Regions from separate parts of the Gossypium hirsutum genome. Here region 1 is linked to region 2. Evidence: chromatin contacts called from public Hi-C data. All regions are on one chromosome and are shown on one strand. Each heading gives the region's core, a stretch centred on a gene start, on an enhancer-like site or on the middle of the called end of the contact. The rest is flanking DNA. Distances are from core to core; before and after follow the strand shown. Region 1 holds the start of LOC107918844 (beta-glucosidase 40). Region 2 holds the start of LOC107893924 (alpha-1,4 glucan phosphorylase L-2 isozyme, chloroplastic/amyloplastic).

Region 1 (3,913 bases), core at 598-3,097, 200 kb after region 2:
AGCCATCCAATGTACTTGTCCTCCAATGCTTGAGGGAGATCCCAATGGTAAAGGGTCACGTATGGTTCAATTCCTGCATCACAACACAATAAAAAATGCTTCTATACATATAAACGCATATATCAAATTCTTTTTTTGAAGGCATAGGTAAACAATACCTTTAGCAAGTAGAGCATTGATGAGATTATTGTAATGATCAACACCAGCTTGATTGATTTCTCCTGTACCATCTGTTCCAATTTTAAGAAAAAGACAAATTGTTACACATTTTTTTCACCATTTTTTTTTATTCTCTTACAAGATAAAAGCTTTAAGAGCAAGTGAAATTGGGAAGCTCACAAGGGAATATCCTAGACCAAGCTATTGAAAACCTGTAAGCATCCATCCCCATGTCTTTCATCAGTTGTATATCTTCCTGTTTTCATGGAAACAAAATCACATGCTGTTCATATATTGTAGGAAAATGAATCAAATCATTTGATATGAGCAAATTGCCGATGCTGGTTTTGTTGTAGGCTTACAACATAGCGGTGGTACTGATCTACAGCAACATCAGCATTACTTCCATCAATTATTATCCCTGCGATCATGGAATAAACGTTCCATTTCACTAAAAATCAGAGCTCAAGTGAATCTTGAATACGTACAGGAATATAATTCAGCACGGATATATTCTATGTTTTAACTTTTTCATATATTTGCAGGATCATACATTATATCTGCATATGAATATGGCTAAGGTACATATACCTGAAAATGTATCCCAAATAGTTGGTCCCCTTCCATCTTCCTTCACTGCTCCCTCATACTGGAAAAAAATATAGTATTTAAAAAAGTTGAGTTGTAATTATCAGAATTGTTTAACTTGTTTTAATTAATATGGCATGTGATTCAAGCATTCATTTCAACAGCAAACAAATTGAGTTTACGCTAGTAGTATCATAAATTCTTTCCATTAAGAAAAAGGGTACATAGAGGCCATTTTAGTATCTTTAATCCTTCCAAAGAAGAAATCATTGACTTGGTTATTTCCAAGGTTTCTTATTTCATTGTCAAAATTTCAAGGCTATTCGGTTAAATGGTCTAATTTCTCTTTTAGCCCCTTTTAGATATAACTAATTCAGTTTAACCTTTTTAGCTCATTTATTAAATGAACAATTTAAGTTATTGTAATACTCTTTTTAGCACTGGCCCTCCAAAGTTTTTAACTTTATCCCACCTCAACAAAACCCTGCTCTCCAAAGTCTTGACAATTGAATCCCAAGTTCTTATCCCTTTTTTGTATGAACCACTAAAGGAACAGTTGATACTATTTATTTTCCAGGAAAACTAGGAGCTGTGGGTATTATTTATTTATTTATTGCTATGTAAAATTCAAAATTAGATAAAACAAACAATACCCAAATCACATACAGAGTTTGCTTGAAAAGAATAATTTAAGAAAAGAAATTAAAAGACCAAAACCTGGAATGCAGCAGAAGCAGTTCCAAAAACAAAGCCCTTTGGAAAACCGGCTCTATTGATCTCAGACAAGCCTGCTTGAATTCCAACAACAACTATTGTTATTGCTAAAGCAATGTCTTTCCTCGTATGCATGGTTTTTTTTTTTCTTCTAACATAAATTTCTCTTCAACTAGAGGATATTTTTGTATTGATTTTCTATTTGCTTTTATATAATATTAGTTTTTTTATCTATATATATGCAAGTATATTGCTTTTTTCTTGTTCTAAGGATGCTTTTCCTCTCTGGTATGTTTTGTTTGTATTACCAATGGCAATGGGAATCCCCGACCCTGTTGGTGTTTTCTTGTTTTACCTGCCCAAAGTACCAGCCACAAAGTGCGATTGGATAGGGCTTTGTGATTTTGTCCTTTCAGCCAGGCCTCCACTCCTAATTTTGAGCAAAAATCACTTCGGCTTATTGATGTGATATTTGAATTTTATTTCTTTAAAAACATGTGAACACAAAAGACTATACACACAGAAATTAAAGATATGAAAGCTAATTACTTGAGACGACAAGTAGCTTGTTAGGATCAATAATCTTGTCAGAAAGGACACTAAAGGTTGCAACTCAATAATTTGGTTGCTGGGCAAACTAGCACGCCAACATGGCCAGATTGTCCACCAATAAACAATCTCAAAGCATTCTCTTGGGCAACCCAAAAATAAGGTATAGACTATTTCCTCTCCATACACGCTTAGCTTGCATTCCTCATTTAAGTATGAGACAGCATCAAGAAGCATAATGTTCGACACTTTTTGATTCATATTAATCTTGAATGAACTCTAAATTTTTAAATTTTAAAATATTTATCTTAAAAAGTTACATTCAAGCTCGTCCCATCACCAAAAAGATATCAACAATTGATGATATTTATGAAAGCTTAATAGAAACACAATCCACATCCTTATTTAAGGAGAGGTCTAGTGTTTTATAAGAAAAAAATATAATCTCACATCATAATTATATATAACAAGTATCACATACCCACGATCTATGTCCTTTCTCAGTGAACAAAGCTATGGAAACGATCTTTACTTGTAAAAGGAACAATACCTCATGATGTTATCGATACATTCTGACAATCTTTGCATCAACAGATATAACATCGAAAACTATTTTTTTAGGGTTGGACAAAAATTAGGTAAAAGCCCAAAACCAGCACTGGGTTGACTCACCCAAGTTCCAAAGCATTGAAAGCGGACTCCAAATCAAAATCAAGCATGTAGGCCTATGAGTATAAGAGAAGGATTGAGGACCCATATTTCTCCAAAATCCCATAAACCCCCAAGTTTGTCTTTGAGACGCAAAAAGGAAGGAGGAAAAATAATGGCTGACGACCAAGAAGAGCCACCTCTTGCTATTCGAATTGACCAAACGGTGGAGGAACCTTCCCAATCTGATCAAGAGAAACCTCAAAACGACTACGTTTCAGTTGGGGTAACAGTCATCACTGGCTACCTCGGTGCTGGCAAATCCACTGTAATCAAATCAACTCATCAAAACACTTTTTTGTTTTGATTATCTTTCTTATAGCTGATGAAAGTGTTTTTTTTTTAATTTTTTTAGCTTGTTAATTATATATTGAATGCCCAACATGGGAAAAGGATTGCTGTGATTTTGAATGAGTTTGGTGAAGAGATTGGAGTTGAAAGGGCTATGATAAACGAAGGAGAAAGTGGTGCCCTTGTTGAAGAATGGGTTGAGCTAGCTAATGGGTGTGTTTGTTGCACTGTTAAACATAGTTTGGTTCAAGCACTGGAACAACTTGTTCAAATGAAGAAAAAGTGAGACTACCCCATTTCACCCTTCTTTTTTGTTCAACTTTTTCAACACTAAACTTGATTATCAACAGTGTTTGGGTTATTTTTGATGTGATGACCAGTGAATATGTTGTTCTTTTTGTTGATAGACTTGATCATATACTGTTAGAGACCACAGGGTTAGCAAACCCTGCTCCTCTGGCATCCGTTCTTTGGCTGGATGATCAACTGGAATCTTCAGTCAAGCTTGATTCTATAGTTACTGTAAGCGACTAAGTACATTTACGGTCTCGAATATGAATTCAACGACTTCGGATAGATTGTGTGTGTGGCATTTAGACTCCTTGTTGTCCTTTTTCTTTATGGGGTTTTTGTGTTCAATTTGCTGTCATCGTTCTCTTTAATCAATATGCTTATGTGGTTATATGGAAAGTATTTGTATAATTTGCTGAATGTGGATTACTTCTTGAGAATGACATGATATCAAACTGAACAACCGGTTTTCATGCTCCTATAGTTTTCGGTAATTTAGTGTATTGAACTGAATAACGGGTTTTCATGTTCCTATAGTTGTCTTAGCTTAGCATATTGAACTGAATAGCAGGCGTGTTTTAGTACATTATGAAAGTAATTTAATAGAAACTGA
Region 2 (4,182 bases), core at 199-2,698:
AATGTTCAATTTCATTTTGCAATTCAGTCCACATTAGATCTCATATCATTTTCATAATTACAATCTCATTTCATCATCAAATACATATATTTCATATTATATAACATATTTCATTTCAATTTCTATATCACATATCACAATTCAAGTATTTAATGTCATTTTTCATTTTAGTCACCTATCCTGATAATCCATACCAAAACTCAACATAACATTTCATATCATCAAGGCATACTCACCTTGACATGCTCTCATTCAACTAACATATATATGCAAACAATTAATTCTATCTCGAATTATAAAAAGTACAAACCATGGTCTTGTGTCACTAGTTAACAACTTTCGCTTTTCCTTTCCTTTCCAAAGGTTTCACGTTGATGTCAGTTATGGGCAGTCAAAATATAACACACTATCAATTTCCAATCAATTTACAACCAAATATCAATTCATGCATATTTTGTAATTTATTCAATTTAGCCCTTAAAACCAAGACAAGCACAACTTTCAGTCTAAAGCTTTAAATTGAAATCTGATTTCACAGCTATTCATTAAAGACTTTATACTTTCTATTTCTACCATAATTTCATAATAGGTTTTCTTTTTATTAAATTTGGTCCCTGATGTAAACAAGCTAACAATCAAGTTTGTTAAGCTGTACAATTTAGTCATTTTCATAACCTAAGCTTAATTTCTATCAATTTCATACCTAATTCATCCAATTCTCAACAATGGTAACTTATCAAAATCTCACTAATTAAACAAATTGATATACGGGTTACCTCAATCAAGCTCTCATGATAAAAAAAATCTATAAAAAAATGGCTAAAAACTTACTTGTAATGTTGATCGAATGTTACTTCAGTTTTGAAGCTTTTCTTCTTAACATAACAATGGTGGATGGTGGCATTTGGGAAGAATATGATGACTTTTGTCATCTTTTCCCACTAAGTTTTACTTATATACTAAGATTAATTTTAGTTAATCTTAATTAGTTTACTTAATCATGATTAATTAAACTCTAATATTTAATTAACCTATGCTAATGATAGTTAACATCAGATCCCACTATCATCCATTTTGAATTGGTCTACTAGCCATTTTAGTCCTTAGGATAATTGCTATTTAAGTCTTCAAGTCTTTCCCTAATTAAAAATCTATAACAATTAATTTTTTACAATTTAATCCATGAGTTTAAATTAACCACATTTTCGACTAAATCTTTAAACACATATTTGTGTAAAAATTTAAATCATTTAAATAAATAGGGTGAATAGGAATAGATTATGTGAGAAATTTTGGTAAAAGCTAAAAATTTTGGGGTTGGCTTGACTAGAATTTTCATAAAGTTTCTATTTAAAAGCATCACATTTTTTCCTCTTTGCTGCAAAATATCTAATATAACGACAAGCCATGGCCTCTACTTAGGATGGTCCCTCCCTCTCTGCCCTTTCAACAACCAAACATGCTTCAACTTCTCCTATGTGACCAAAATCTCCTGTTTTCCCCTCTTCCAACGGTCTTAATTTAATTTGGTTACCTCATCCTCCTTAACAATTAACCTCCAACGCAATCTTTGATTTTTTTATTTGGTCAGAAATATCTGGTTTGAAACATGCTATAATCTCCATTAATGGCATCATTATTACTTTTATCAAATGCTTTTGACTGCAAACAAGATGTTAATGACACCCATTTCACTAACAAACAAGAGAGTTACTACAAATCTAAATAACACTTCATTAAGCAAAATGGCATCCGTTAATTTCAAGAACACGATATAACTATAGTGTTAATTTCCCTCGTTTATAACATGAGAAATTGAGATAAGGATGATGATGATGATGATGAAGCGCCAAAATGAAGATAAGACGACAAAAGCAACACTCTCTCTTTCACTCATTTGTTCTTTTTTTTTAAATATCATAGAAACATTCTTACTCTTTCTGAACTGAAGGGAAAGGTAGTGATTGGTGGAAACTAATAAAGAAAACCAGGAACAATGGCGTCTCTACCTTTCTCTGCAACCAGTTTTCACTCCACCTTCATTTGTTTTAACTATAAAGCAAGGAACCCAAATTTGTTCTTCCTAAAAAAAGGTTCAAGCTTTACTTTTTCAAGGAGAAAATTCATTATCAAAAGTGTTGCCAGTGACCAAAGGCAGGACCTCAAAGAAGAAGGTCAAATCACTGAAGAAGGTTACTTTCACTTTTTAGTCACTTAATGCAATTTCATAGTATTTTTCTCTTTATAAACCTATTAGTAGGCAGTGAAGGGAAGGTTTTGAATAGTTTCGTAATGGAGGCTTGAAGGGTTTTGTACCCTAGATTACTTGGTTCAAGAATTCCCTAATATATAATGCTAAAGTGGCTTTTAGGGTCCTCTTTTTATCTTTGTTTTTCACTTCTTTCCACTAATGGATCTCAAAACCCCCTAAATATGTTGATCATGGTGTTTTATTGATCTTTTTGTTTGGTCATTTGAATCATTAATGTGATATGTTGATGTGATTTGCAGCTTCTTTAGATACATTTGTTCCAGATTCTGCATCCATTGCATCAAGTATTAAATACCATTCTGAGTTCACACCCTCATTTGCGCCGGACCATTTCGAGCTCCCCAAGGCGTTCAAAGCAACAGCCGAAAGCGTCCGTGATTCGCTTATTATAAACTGGAATGCTACATATGCTTACTATGAGAAAATCAATGTGAAGCAAGCATATTATCTTTCTATGGAGTATCTACAGGTTAATTTGGCCTTAAATTTGTCCACTTTTTCCTGATATTTATTTGGTTTTTGGAACCAAATTACTTGGCCAAATGTTTGTTAAATATTCCCAGTCACCATTGATGCAGGGTAGAGCTTTGCTGAATGCCATTGGTAACTTAGAGCTTACAGGAGCCTATGCAGAAGCTTTGAAGAAACTGGGACACAATTTGGAGGATGTAGCTAGGGAGGTTAGATCCTTCATGATTTTAAAAACACTTATATTTAGCATAATTAAGACCGGAAGGTTGAAAAAAGTAATGAACTTGCTTAAAATGGGAAATTTAATTATCCAAGAAAGACCTGGCAACTGTAATCAGTAAAGGGAAACAAAACCTTTACATGTTTTACTTAATGGTGAATTCCTTTCAAGCAAATTCATTATGCTTTGCACATTTTTGCTTTATTTGAGTTACTGAAGTTTTCAGTTTCTTGCTGACCAGGAACCAGATGCTGCACTTGGCAACGGTGGCTTAGGACGTTTAGCTTCCTGCTTTTTGGACTCCTTAGCAACATTAAATTACCCTGCTTGGGGATATGGACTTAGATACAAATATGGATTGTTTAAACAGTATATTACAAAAGATGGTCAGGAGGAAGTTGCAGAAAATTGGCTTGAGGTATCTTTTAATTACAAAATTATATTAAAGTTATGTGTCCAACACGAATGTTCTCAAAATTTTCTATATATTTGGAGTATCATATCCCATTATCGGTCTGAATATGTCTTGGACAAGGTACTTCAGGCATATCTTAAGAGTCTAGTTAGGACATTTTCTTGTTTTCTTAATTATTATTTATTGCTTATCAATGCAGATGGGAAATCCATGGGAAATTGTGAGAAATGATGTGTCATACCCTGTAAAATTTTATGGTGAAGTCATTTCAGGCCCTGAAGGAATCAAAGAATGGGTTGGAGGAGAAGATATAACTGCTGTTGCTTATGATGTCCCTATACCAGGATATAAAACTAAAACTACAATTAACCTCCGACTATGGTCTACTAAAGTTGCACCAGAAAAGTTTGATTTAAGTGCTTTCAACGCTGGAGATCATGCCAAAGCTTATTCAGCAATGAATAATGCAGAAAAGGTTTGAATTCACACTCATTCATTCCTTCATGCTTTTGATGCACTTTAAAGCCAAGAAGTTCTTGTAGTCTTGGGAGAAACAGGACAATGATATTGTGTGATGACCGAGATTTGGAACTCTGGCTTGCACACTGCCTGTATCGAAATTCGGTTGTCACCTTGAGTATGCTTACATCAACGGAATTGTCTTCTTTAGACACCAGCAAGCCCTTTAACTTTTCTCACTTGAAGGTGCACCTTCCTTTTAAGGAGAGGTCTTTAGGTGGAATCAAGGGAGGGTAACAAAGCTTTGAGCGCCTGCAGGATTCAAAGAGGACAATAATTTTGATG

Evidence for each region. A called contact is a pair of places that touch in the nucleus more often than the background predicts.
Region 1: a contact with region 2 is called in a Hi-C map of leaf, with 2.7 times the contacts expected there. The contact joins the promoter of LOC107918844 here to the promoter of LOC107893924 in region 2. A contact is called at or near these places in 4 of 34 Hi-C or Micro-C datasets (hypocotyl and leaf).

The regions. Positions count from the first base shown.
Region 1 is chrD13:16,046,594-16,050,506 of Gossypium_hirsutum_v2.1, forward strand. LOC107918844 (beta-glucosidase 40) reads right to left here and starts at 1,848. Exons shown (of 12, transcript XM_016848427.2): 1 at 1,465-1,848; 2 at 751-808; 3 at 522-580; 4 at 340-415; 5 at 159-230; 6 at 1-73. The coding sequence starts at 1,596. LOC107918349 (COBW domain-containing protein 1) reads left to right here and starts at 2,456. Exons shown (of 9, transcript XM_016847883.2): 1 at 2,456-2,986; 2 at 3,074-3,291; 3 at 3,417-3,531. The coding sequence starts at 2,738.
Region 2 is chrD13:15,849,876-15,854,057 of Gossypium_hirsutum_v2.1, forward strand. LOC107893924 (alpha-1,4 glucan phosphorylase L-2 isozyme, chloroplastic/amyloplastic) reads left to right here and starts at 1,449. Exons shown (of 15, transcript XM_016819070.2): 1 at 1,449-2,192; 2 at 2,512-2,741; 3 at 2,851-2,952; 4 at 3,205-3,381; 5 at 3,578-3,853. The coding sequence starts at 1,997.